2 separate regions of the Arachis hypogaea genome follow, and region 2 is linked to region 1. A link is a contact called in public Hi-C data. All regions are on one chromosome and are shown on one strand. The core of a region is the stretch at or near the end of the contact, and the rest is flanking DNA. Distances in the headings are between cores, read along the strand shown.

The links. A called contact is a pair of places that touch in the nucleus more often than the background predicts.
Region 2: a Hi-C map of leaf shows a contact between it and region 1, with 2.1 times the contacts expected there. The contact joins two enhancer-like sites. A contact is called at or near these places in 3 of 8 Hi-C or Micro-C datasets (leaf and an unstated tissue).

The regions. Positions count from the first base shown.
Region 1 is chr4:37,557,468-37,563,899 of arahy.Tifrunner.gnm2.J5K5, forward strand. LOC112796678 (cytochrome c6, chloroplastic) reads left to right here. Exons shown (of 7, transcript XM_025839249.3): 3 at 3,943-4,040; 4 at 4,140-4,171; 5 at 4,268-4,331; 6 at 4,403-4,511; 7 at 5,061-5,268. The coding sequence ends at 5,074. Among protein-coding and RNA genes, the nearest start is that of LOC112796678, 8.6 kb to the left of the region's middle. Within about 2 kb of position 5,119, at least 2 of the 3 cell types and tissues checked have open chromatin away from gene starts, as enhancers often do.
Region 2 is chr4:37,608,402-37,615,839 of arahy.Tifrunner.gnm2.J5K5, forward strand. No RefSeq gene overlaps it. Among protein-coding and RNA genes, the nearest start is that of LOC140184428, 6.6 kb to the right of the region's middle. Within about 2 kb of position 4,895, at least 1 of the 3 cell types and tissues checked has open chromatin away from gene starts, as enhancers often do.

The DNA of each region.
Region 1 (6,432 bases), core at 3,869-6,368:
GATCTAACTTCTAAAGAAATTTTTTTTAAGAAATGTAGTTTTCTATGAGAACACTCTACCTTTGTGCAACACACAGAATTTAGAATTCTTCCAAAAGTGCCATACATCACCTGCACAATTCTCAGACCCTTTCCTTTTTGATACCACATACACACAAAACACAAATAATTTGAATAACACCATTCCTTTTAATGCATCATCAACACAATCTGCATCTCAATATTACAACACCACAAATTTAGATATAGCACCACAAGACCAAATGGCCAATTCACTACAAATTAGTACATCAAATATACCATACAATCAACAAGATGTTGCTGCACCTCACATTCCTCAAAATGCTAGCCCAATTGTTGAAAGACCTCTCAGAGAAAGAAAATGCCCCTCCTACTTAAAGGATTGTTATTGTTTTCTAACTACTAGCTCAACTACATCACCAACTTCATGTAGGTACCCTTTTTCTCATGTTCTATGCTATCATAGTCTATCAAAAAGAAAAGAAAATTCTCCATTGCCTTGATCACCAACACAGACCCCAAAACTTATGAAGAGGTTGTGATGTATCCCTGTTGACAAAAGGTTATCAAAGCAGAACTTGCTGATCTTGATGAAAACCGAACCTAGTCACTCACTACTTTACCAGCTAGCAAGCATGCAATCGGCTACATAATGATTCACCCAATTTTCAGGCCAAGAATATGTTGACATCTTTAGTCCAGTAGTAAAAATGAACACATTGAGGATTTTTCTAGCCATTACAACCGCCAAAGACTGGTTCGTCCAGCAGTTGGATGTGAACACAACATTTTTACATGGAGATCTTGAAGAGGAAGTCTACATTAAATCAAATCCTGTCTTGAACGTGTCTAATCCGAAGCTGGTATGTAAATTAGAGAAGTCACTCTATGGCTTAAAGCAAGCCAGCAGATAGTGAAACTCAAAATTAGCTTACACTTTGGTCAACTTTAGCTACACTTAGTCAAAACATGATTATAGTTTGTTCATAAAGGTTGCTGGTTCTGGATTCAAAGCTGTGATAATCTATGTCGATGATGTGGTACTTGTTTAAAACTACATCAGAGAAATCATAGCTTTGAAGCAACATCTTCATGACCTCTTCAAAGTTAAAGACATTGGAGAATTAAAGATCTTTTCGGCTTTGAATTTGATCGAAGCAAGAGAAAAATAGCAATGTATCAAAAAATATTGTCTAGACCTACTGGAAGAACATGGCAAAAACATGGATTACACTTCTCATCTCTCTAAAGAATCTGGAGACCCAATGCTAAATGCTAGTAAATACAGAAGACTGCTAGAAAGACTCTTATACCTAACCAATACAAGATCCGAAATTAGCTTTACCATTGGAAAGCTAAGTCAGTTTCTTGAGTACCACACTAGTAAACACTTTCAAGCCACTCAAACAGCCCTGAAATATCTGAAATCATCTCCTGCCCAGGGTCTTTTATTCAAAATCGAATCAGATTTACAACTCACCGGCTTCTCAGATAGTAACTGGGCCACCTGCCTTGACACAATATTCGGCTATTGTTTTTTTTTTTTGGGTACTACGCTAATTACTTGGAAGAGTAAGAAACTGGTTACCGGTACTCGCTCTTCTACTAAAGTCGAGTATAGAGCCTTGGCTGCCTCAACATGTGAAGCTCAACGGATCATCTTCATCCTTCAAGATCTCCAAATTCCAATCCTCAGACCAACAGCTATCTATTGTGATAGTCAATCTGCATTGCACATTGCGACCAATCCGGTGTTCCACGAACGTACCAAACATATAGAAACTGTCAGCTATATAGTACGCGATAAGGCTCAAGCACAAGTTATCAAGTTCCTTCCCATCTCCACATTACACCAAACTGCCGATATCTTCACTAAAGTCCTCTCCCCTACACCCCTCTCTTCTTCTCACTCCAAGCTTGGCTTATATGACCTTTATAAGCCCAACCTTGAGAGGAGGGGAGGTGTGAACCAGCTTCATACCATCAGATTTCACCCTTTTCTACTCACATTTCACACTGCTCTACATAACTAATTTGCTGACATATATAGAATTAATTAAAGAGTTATTTTTCTGTTAGCAGTAAGATAGTTAGTTAGTGGCATTTACACTATATATATAGCTAAACTTGTAATATCAACAATTTAAGATTCACTAATCGAATTTTCAGTCTCTGCAATTCACGTCAAGAATTTGGAATTCAAAAACTCTCTTCTCTTATTCTTAAATGTTCAGTGTTCATCCCTTGTTGCTCAAAGTTCGAACCGATTTATCACAAAACTCAAGTTAAATTAAGAATTAATGTTAACCATAATAACATAATTTATTTCATTCAATAGTTATTAGACATGTTATAAGAGATAACTTATCCTTTATTTGAGAGAGAATTGAATAGAATTTACCTAAATTTTTTGGGTTTATATAAAATATATACAGCTTTTTGTGTTAATCCTGTAAAATTTATCTTTTGGTTTTAGTTTAATAAACTTCAAAATGTTTGCGTTTGATTTTACATTGTTAATTTATTCTGTTAAACATACTGACATAATAAATTAAAATATTGACTTAACAAAACGTGTTATATCAGTATTTAATCTATCAAGCCAACACTTAACACATCAAACCAGAGACAAATAAAAACTTATTAGACTCTAAATAAAAAAGTTACTTAAATCAAGATTTCATGTTGATAATTTATTTTGTCAAATATTAACGTGACAAGTTAAATATTAACATAACAAATTGAAATATTAATATGATAAGACATAATCGTATTCCGTCATCATTTAACCCACCACGTCAGCACTTATCACATTAAACCGGAAACAAATGGAGACCTTTTAAATTTTAGACTCACTACAAGAAAATAGAGTTATTTTGACATTTTATTTTTTAATATCATAATTAAATGTCAAAATTAATATATATTTTTGACAAATATCACAAATGTCAAATTTTCTATATTTTCTTGACGAAAAATTTGACCGTAGAAAATTACTCCTCAATTTTGACACTCATTTGTTTTCAATTTATTTTACTATTTTTTTTCTTTTTTGGGCTCTGTTAATTTTGACATCACACTGTTCTCAGTTTAGGATAGTTTCAAGATCACATCTCATTTTTTGTTAAAATTTTTTGTCAAAATTTTTTGTCGAGAATATTTTATAGTCCATAAGTGTCAAAATAAATAGTATTTTTGACAATTAATAAGTATCACAGAAAATATGTTCTCAAAATTTTCTAATAAATTATTTTTGACAGCCAATATTTATCAAAATAAGATTTAAATTTTTTTCACAATCGCTTATATGTTAAAAATACTATTTTTGACAAAACTTTTATTAACATATTTTCATAGTTAAAATAATGTCAAAATTTGTTTTTTTGACAAATTTTAATTTTCTTTTACACATTATAACCCTAAAAAATAATCTATATTGTTGTAGTGACTATAACTATAAATTTATTTACGTCAACTCAAACATAAAATTTCTTAGCTAAAATATAAAATATTTATTATTTTTACTGATTTCACATTTATTATTATTATTATTAGATAAATATAATTTATAAAAAGATTAGTTAACCCAGGTATTTATTAAGAGTAACTAATAAACTAGTTGATATTTTTTTTACAGCTAGTATAATTATTAATAGTTATGTAAATGCTATTTTTAGATGCATTCTGATATAACTACTAACTGTATTGGTTGCAAAAAAAAAATATCAACTAATCTAATAACTACTTTTAATAGGATTACAAAAATATTTAATAACAAAATAATTAATAAATATTAAATAAGATAAATTCTGTCTATTTTTTTTCTAGTAGTATTAACGATAGTATTAATACAAATAAAAGAGAAAAGTTTACCATTGCAATAATTGGAGCTAGCTTCTCTGAGATTCTTTTGGTTGTACAGTTTCAAGTGCGCAAACCTTAGAAATTCAGAGAGGAGCCACATTGTTTCAACAATCTTGTATTGGATGCCATGATGCAGGTGGTAACGTAATACAACCAGTAAGCATAATCTTCTATCATATAATTAATTATGCATGACATCGCATCTTCTATGTCGTAGCTAAATTTTATTCTTTTCATTTTCTTTTTCCCTTTCAGGGGGCAACTCTATTTACAAAGGATTTACAGAGGTAACTGCCACAACACAGCAACCTAAGTCCATGTAGAAAACTTGAGAATTTTGTTTAAGTATGTTTGAAGTAATCCAAATATTAATGCTACCACAGGAATGGAGTTGATACAGAAGAAGCAATCTACCGTGTAACATATTATGGCAAAGGAAGAATGCCAGTAAGTTATCTCGGGTATGTAACATTTGAGTGACTCATTTTGTATTATTATATATTTATATTATCGTGTAGGGGTTTGGAAAAGAATGCAAGCCACGCGGGCAGTGCACATTTGGAGCTCGTTTGGAAGACCAAGATATCAAAGTATTGGCTCAGTTTGTTAAGTCACAGGCAGATCAAGGTTGGCCAACTATCCAAAAATAATCACTACATTTAGGCTTATTTTTGCCCTATGCAATGCTTACAAGATACATCAGAGGATTGGAGAATACTATATTAGATTTTGTTCGAGTCTAGTGTTTTTTTTTTTTCATTTTTTAATTACTGACATTTTTCTTTTAAGAATTTGATCTTCGATTTTCATATTTGAGTTTTGGTTTTATTTTTTTATTTTTTTTGACAAGACATTTCATTTTATTCAAGAAAAATCAAGATATAAGATAATAAGGCAAAGGTTAGGCCGCGGCCAAATAGGTGAAATAATATTTAGTAGATTGATTAATTCGAGTTTTTCCCCTTGTTTTTGTTGCATACACTATACGTTACGACTTAGCTAAGGCTCAAATCCAAGACCTTTATACCGGAAAGGGAGACAAATATCGATAATCTGAGAGAATTTGTTTTCTCTTAAATGATTTGTCTTTTCGTTTTTTGTTTTTTTGGCATCAATGATCTGCTTTTATTAATTAATTTTTTCTTTTTCTTTGCATGGGCCTATTTCTTGGGTAAGTTGAATCACTATGAGGAGCGAAAAGTGCCATTTAATGACCCAAGAAAAAAGAGAGTTGCCCATTATTGTACACACACAGTTTGCTCTATCTTCTTTGTAATATGTAATTTGAACATCATATCAGTTCCTAAGGTCCGCAAAAAACAAGAGGAATATATCAGTTCCTTAAAATAATTCATATAAGTATCGAATTTTTTTGATCCATTTACATGCAACTTCCATTCTCTGTAAATATAACTAAATCCACCAAATTTTAAAGTTTTATAAGACATAACAATATGTATATATAAAATATTTTTTAGATAAATTATAATAATATTTTAATATTTTATTAATATTAAAATATAAATTAATTTATTAATTATTTTTAATATCTTATTGTAATTATATAAAATATTTAAAATATTTTTTATTTTAATAAATAAAAATATATATTATTATTAAATTTATTTTAATAATACATGTTAAAAATAAAATTAGACATACTGATATGTGATAATATTTAGATGTATCTAAATATGTTTAAAAAATTTTTTATTTTTTATTAAGACATGATTCGATACAATAAATACATGTGTCGAATGAATGTTGATAAATATCGTATCTAAAATATATCCGATACGCGAATACGACTAAAGTATTCGTGTTTTATAGACTAAATCATTTTTCTCTTCATAGTTCATACCATATAATGAATTCATACATACACTAATATCCATTAAGTAATGTATAAAAATATGGTACGATGAAACTAATTTACATTTTTAGTGCATATTTATTATAACAATATTACATGATCAATAAAATATATTATTTTTAACAAATATTTGGCTCATTCTAAATACTAAAAATTATATTCTAAATTTTAAATTATAAATACTAAATTTTAATAATATAAAAATAAAATATTAATTTAAAATATTAGCTAATATTAATAAAAACATATTAGCTGTCTAACACTTTTCTATTTATTAAACTGATTTTATAATGGAGACCTAGACTAGATCTTTAATTTCTAAACTAAAACTAACCAAAAGTCAAAATATACATAGAGACAAAAAACTGAATTTCACCAATTTATAAGTCTCATTCACTTCGCTGGTACACGCACCGAGGCAATGTCTCTTGACTTTTTAGCTTGAGAAGTGAAGCAACAAGCCAACAAGGAAAAGCAAGAGAAATAAAATGGCTAACAAGTACAATTCTCATTAAAAACGAGGTAAGATCATGCTTTGAACTAAATTAAACCATGCCCAACATTGTATTATTTAGTTCACGCACCATGTAGCTATATAGGATAGCTATGGCGGCTCCACTATCCTTTTTTAACTATTAACTAAGAAACAATTAAAACGAAAAGTTTATTTGAACT
Region 2 (7,438 bases), core at 3,645-6,144, 51 kb after region 1:
AATTGCATAGAGATTCTTTAAAGAGCTATATACACAAGAAGAGGTGCCAGAAGTTTACATTGAAGATGGCCTTCTACCAAGAATTACAGCTGAGCAGACGGAGAAGCTAAAAATAATCCCAATTGATGAAGAAATACGGAATGTGGTATGGTTATGCGAGTCAACAAGAGCGCCGAGTCCGGATGGGTACAACCTTTGATTTATAAAGAAAACGTGGGGTACATTGGGAAAAGAGTTCTCAGGTATGGTGAAGGGTTTCTTTGTTGAAAGGAAGATGCCGGAAGAAATCATTGTAACATGGGTGGTATTGGTTACAAAATCGGAAGGCGGAGAAAAGATAAATGACCTACGACCAATAAGTATGGTCGGGTGTGTTTATAAGGTGATATCAAAATTGATGGTAGGAAGGCTAAGACTGCTCATGCAAGAGTTAATTGGGGAGGCTCAAACAGCATTTGTGCAGAGTCGCCAGATTTTAGATAGGGTACTTATAGTATGTGAAATAGTGTCTTGGTTGAAACAAACAAATAAAGCAGGAATTGTGGTAAAATTAGATTTCAAAAAAGCATATGACTCCATTGGGTGGAATTTTCTTGATCATGTGTTTCAAAGAATGGGGTTTGGGGTTACGTGGAGGGCAAGGATAAAAGGAATGTTGGAGACAGCAACTATGTCAGTCATGGTAAATGGCTCCCCGACTAAACCGTTTCACATGAAAAGAGGACTGAGACAGGGTGATCCGATATCATCGTTCTTATTTGTCTTGGTGGCTGAGGTCCTAAATAAACTGGTGGAATGAGCATTAAGTGTACAGATGATATATGGTTTAGTGGTGGGTAAAAGAGGGGTATCGCTTTCGTACCTTCAGTTTGCGAACGATACTATTCTCTTCTGCCCTCCTAAAACAGGGGTCCTGAGAAATCATAAAAGAATTCTGAAGTGCTTTAGCTTGATGTCAGAGCTAAATATCAACTTTTAGAAGTCAATCATCATCCCGATGAATTGCATATAAGAGGACATAAGAGGATTAAATTATACAGGTGCAAAAGAGATTCTTCTGGAGAAACAAAAAAAAAAGAAATTTATGCCAACAATCAAATGAAGCACTATTCAAAAGGCTAAAGAGCACGGAGGACTTGGAGTTGGGGATATAGAAATGAAAAATGCAGCCATGTTGTTTAAGTGGTGGTGGAGGTACTCGGATGAAAATAAACCACTGTGGAAGAGAGTAATTAGATCTTGTTATGATGTAGACAAGAGCATGCCGGTTGAAGAGCACAATGATAAAGGATCCAATGGTCCATGGAAGGAAATTATGAACCTTGCAAAGAAGAATGAGTTGTACAGAGAAATTTGCAAGGATGGATGGAGAAAATGTGTTGGAAATGGTAAAGAAATAAGGTTGTGAAAAGATATATGGGTTGAGAATGTATCACTATAAGATAAATTTCCAAGGCTATTTGCGGTTTCATAAGAAGAATAGCACTATATATGAGTGTGGGTGTGGATCGGTTCATCATGGGTGTGGAGTCTCCAATGGCAAAAAAATTTTTTTGAGAGGAAGAGAGTACAAATAGAAGAATTAAATAACATTTTAGATAGTGTGTTCTTATGTGCAGGTAACAGGGATAATACCTCATGGAGATTTAGGTCGGATGGAAGATACAATGTAAAATCATTCATCAATGTAGCCGAAGAAAAAATATATGGGGAGCCAACTATAAAGCATGTCTTTGATGATCTATGAAGAGGGTTGGTACTACCTATAATTGAGATGCTCATGTGATTTTGTAATAACAGATGGGTTGAATACAAAGGACAAACTAATAAGGAAGGGAATTATAAGCCAAGGTGAAGGGACTTGTGCTTTATGTGAGAAGGGGCAGGAGTCGATAAATCACTTTTTTTTTCATTGCTCTTTTTGCTCAAAAATGTGATCTATGACCTTGAATGCGGGTTGTGTGTGTTGGGTAGAAATAAACGATGTTAGAACTTGGTTTGAGGGTTGGATCAATTGTAATGTGTGCAATATGTCAAAAAAAATGAATTATGTTATTCTTTGCTATTTTGTAGATTGTTTGAAATTGTAGGAATAGTAAAATCTTTGAGAATAAAGTTGTTTTATGAAAAAGTGAGTGGAAAAAAGTAAAAGAATAATAAACCAATGGTATGAGGTGAAAAAATTGAGAAGTCGTGTATATAGGAGAAAAGTGCAATTTGAAGAAGACAGAAAATGGATATGGTAGAACTGTATTTGATATAAACCAGATAGAAATATATTTTGTGTTGGTAGATATTTACAGGAACCAAATGAAGAAATACACTGTTATATGGGTAATTTGGTGAGTCATGAGTCAATGAAATATGCATTACTGGTGGGACTGCAAATGTCTTTGCAATTTGTTCTCGAAGAGGTAGGAGTAAAAGAAGAAGATATAAAAATGATTGTTGATAATAAATACATTGTAAAGTGGCTACATGTAAATATGGATACAAATTGGGAGTTGAGATTTTTAAGAAACAAGACAAGCAACATAAAACATATATTCTAGAACACAAATGTGGAGTTCAAAGGAGAAAGTAAATACAAGTCAAGAAAAGAGTGAGCAAGGGTAATAATTGAGAACTATAGATGGATAAAGTAGAAAAAGTGAGTCCATTGGCTTCTTATGCAGCACAGGTGATGGAAGTACACAACAAAAAATCTAATTCAACGTATTACATTTGAGGAATGTTTTGATTCTATATGCATTGTTTACTTGTTTATTAGTTTATGTTTATCATCTATTCTGTTTTTTTTTTATTATTTTGATCCTTGATGGCAATGTCGAAGGGGATTAAATTTAATCACTTGATATTAGTACTCTGTACTCCCTAAAATGGTCGAGTTGTTCACTATTGATCTAAAAAAAAGGTTTTCAAAGAAATTGACTCCTTGGAGATATCCCTGACCAGCTTTAGTAAGGTAATCGGCACAAAAATTGGCTTTCTTAAAGATGTGCCTAACTTCAACTCTCTCCAATTTCACCACAATTTTTTGGATGAATATGATTAGTGATGAGTTGCCATATTTTTTGGCGACGTCTTTTGGACCAGTGACAAAACATATTTCGAGTCTGATCCCATCACTTTTGTGATGCCAAGTTCGGAGACAAGATTAACTCCAACACATAAATCTTATGGCTCTGCTAGAGTTATAGTACAAGCCCCAATATTCATGCTAAAATGGCGATGGTGCGACCATTCCAATCTCTAATGATTCCACCACACGCACCTCTGTTATCGGATTGAAGGACGACCGAGCCATCTACATTAATTAAGTTTCATCCAGTTCCAATTCGAAGGCTCTTAGCCAACTAGCTCTTTTTTTGTATCTTTTAGAAGTTTGTTGCGATGCACTGTAATGTTCAAAGTAAAATTATTTTTCTTAGTTATTTTTCTAATCATCTGGTGTAGGTGGTTAATTTGTAAAATTTTATTTTTGAATATGAGGTCATTTCTGCATCTCTAAGCGGTATTGTAAGCTGTGACGAAAATTATGGGTCATGAAGTCCCATACTGATTCCGAAAAACTAAAAAAAGATTTGTTCTTATCTAATATTAGAAAGATTGATTGAAGAAAGTATCATGTGAGTCTCTGTTAACGATGCTAATCCATACCGTATGGATATAGAGGCAATCGCGTAAAGCATGGAGCAACGTCTCTTCTTCTCCATAGCATCTTGAACAACTGTCATTCTCAGTGAGATTTCTATTCTTCCTTTTACTATTTGTTAGAAGAGCCTCATGAGTGAGAAGTCAACTGAAGGTCTTGAGCCTTTGAGGTAATTTAATCTTTCAAAGGTGCGATGTTTATACATTCTATTTATGTTGTCACTATTTCTGAAATAAGCATCGTAGGCTGATTTATTGTAAATTTACTATCTACTCCTGGAAGCCACTCGATCGTATCCACTCCAATAGTTAGATTAGGGGCCTTTAAAATATGAATGTGGTCAATAATTTTCTCTGGCAGTACCTGATTTAGCACTGTTCAGTTCTAAGAACCCATATTATTTGTATAGTCACACACCTTTTCATTAAACATTTTTTCATCAAGATTGATCACAACATGCTTCCTTAATTTAGGAAAGTTAGGGATCCAACAATCGTCCCAAAAAGAGATATTTTTTCCATTTTCTATTCTTCAGATTAAATTTTTTTAAAAAATTTTTCAAACCTTCGAGATGCCAATCCACGCGTTAGAGCTACTAACCTTTTTATTAACTTTAGGAATAATATCGTCCTCTTTCGTACTTTGCTCACATAATTTTAACCCATAATTTTTTTTATTATAGATTAACTTCCATACCAGCTTTTTTATGACTCATAATTTTATAGGTATATTATTTGTATTTTTTAATTGATGTCAATTTGAGGTATTAACTTAAATATTAAACTAAAAATAAAATTTATTGGTCAATGATAAATTTTTAAATGAAGTTTTAATCTACAATAAATTAGTCTTTAATTTGGTAAAGCGAAAAATATTGTTAAAAAAAAAAGTGGATAAAAGTAAAGAATTGTAATTAAATTAATGATTATAAATTAAATGTACAAAAATGAGACATCAATTTAAATGTATTGATATTATTTTTCAATTAAATATTAAATTAAAAAACACAGCTAATTGAATAGTAGACATTCCATATTCTAAATGTTTAACATATGGACCTACCTTTACTTAAACATTAAACTCCTTGAATAAGCTAAATTAATTAGAAAAATTTTATCATCTTTTGATCCTTATAATAGAGTAACTCAATACTCTATATTTTGGCTCTTTCCTTTACTCAATACACGTGTTAAACCTTATTATTATATTTACTAAAACAATAAAATATAAAAGAGCTCGAGTTGAATGAAATGATGAATCAGCTAAAAGATTGGTCAATCAGTAGCAATTTGATTTCAATGGTAAGCCAAGCATCAAATCATATACAAAAAGAAAAAAAAATTATTCTCATGACGTACCCGAATATATGTAAAAGAGAAGAAAGAGATCAAAATAATCAATAAAAAGGACAATAATTATTACTATGATGTAAAGTAGGGAAGTCTTGCCTTTAATTTGTTTCCTTATTTTTATAGCTTGATGATTTATTAATTTTCCAATATTTAAAAAAAAATAAATGTTGTTGTATTATCATTATCATTATGAAAATATTTGATAATAAAAAAATTAATTAAAAACAATCAAAATTTATCTTATTTATTATTTATTAATTATTATTATAATTAATAAATATTAAATAAACTAAATTTAAACTTTTTTTTATCTTTCTAATATTCTCGTTATCATTATTACTCATTTCGTACACCTAAAAAATATCATTATTACTCTATATTATTGGAGAACAAAAGTGCTAAAGAAAACCGTAGTTGACTAGTTGCATTGCTAACGAACTATTATCAGGATACTGTTTCCTTCGTGATCTTTTGTCTTATTTGGTTTGTTTGTTGTGTTTTCTAATAATGGTTGAAATGAAATGGGGCAGTTGGTGATGAAACAAATCAAAAGTTGGCCATGATGAAATGTCATTTGCTCTCAAAAATGGAATCTTTACCTTGATTTAGCCAAACACTGGAACAAATGCTTATTTAGGTGTTTCTTAATTATGGTCATTTTGTTATTTATTTATGTCATTTTTTAATTTATTCGCTTAAACTTTTTAAAACAAATAATTTGTTGATACTGTATCAATTTTTATAACATACATATAAAAAAAATTATAACATAAAGATATAAGAATTTTTGTTAATTTAAAAAATTTTAGCATAAGATATATTTAAAAATATACAAAATTTATAAAAATCCTAAAAAATAATTTTTTGCTTGAAAAGACGTCATATATATATATATATATATATATATATATATATATATATATATATATATATATATATATATATTTTTGTTGACGGAGATGTGATAAATCTAAAACCATTAATATACTTTCTCCTGTTAATCAAGCAATTTTATGAAATTTTTTTCATGATATAGTGCCCTAAGAATTAAGAGTAAAGTACATTTTCATGAGTCAATTAGTATCATATGTAGTATTAAATTAGCCTTTCCCTCCTTTAAGGATCTCGTGAAATCCAGTATCCGAAAAAAGAAATAAAAGAAAAGAATTGTTACATTGAAATTCATGAAAGACAAAATTAGAGGGAATATTAAATCAAAGTTTAACTCTTGTATGCATTATTTTGCACATAGTGATTTAATCAGGTATTTATGTTTATATGACTCTTAAATAGTACAGATGATTAAGTTAATATTATATGATTAAATATTAAAACTTATAATGACAACTTAGATTATTTTTTAAGAAAGAATATTTATAAAGGAGTTAATATTATTCATCAGTAAATTCATTTTTTTCTGCTCGCCCTATATCATATTATGGGTTGGGGAAAAAAAGTAGTTAATTCTCTTGTTGGACCCTAAATTAAGTTATCAAAGGCACAAGTGGGACCAAATTAAGATAAAGAAAAGAAAGAAGAGAACCCTAATACGTTTGGTAAAGGGAGCAGCCCTAATATGTAGGGTTTTATCCACAACCACCACATATATACAAGTCACAACTACGACCTAATTAATCAATTGAGATTGCAAGCAATGCAACAATATAATATTAATTAATTAATTAATAATACAAATTTGATAGAGGAAAACTACAAAAGCAAAAGCATGTGACACTATATCCATTAATCAGAGGATACTATTGAAAAAGGTTTTCATATTATTATTATATATGTATAATAAATTAATAATGTATGTATCTGTGGTCCTTTCTCCTTTGCCCTTCCATTTGGTCTGCCTAATATGTCATTGTTTGTCAACCAAAGACAGAGAAACCACCCAAAGCTAAAGACAAAAAGAGAGCATCCCTCAACTGATTCCACCAACCTGCCCCTTTTTTTTTTTTTTAAGGATAGATCTATCTTAAAATTAATTAAAATGATTGGAGGTTTATTATCTCAATTTTAGAAATAAAAAATTTAAGGTTACTCTTTTCAATAAGTAGATTTTCCAAAATTTAGAAGTGTGTTTAGTTTGAATTTTTATTTTTAAAATTTTAAGAAAAATTAAAGTAAAAACAAAAACAATATTTAATTATTTTTACAGTTTTTCGTTTTTTTATATATAAAATTTTTAAAATAAAAATACTAAACTAAAAACGCAAATCAAACCCACTATAAATTTGTGTTTTCCCTATTTTTACAAGAAACGAAATTGTATATCACTGGTCTAACAATTTTTTTATTATAAATTTATACATTATTTTGCACATAATTAATAATTAGCAGACAGTATTAAATTGTGATTATGTTGGTGTAGGGACGAAGTGGTAGCAAAAGCACATGCGGGAACAGTATCTTTAATACTACTTGT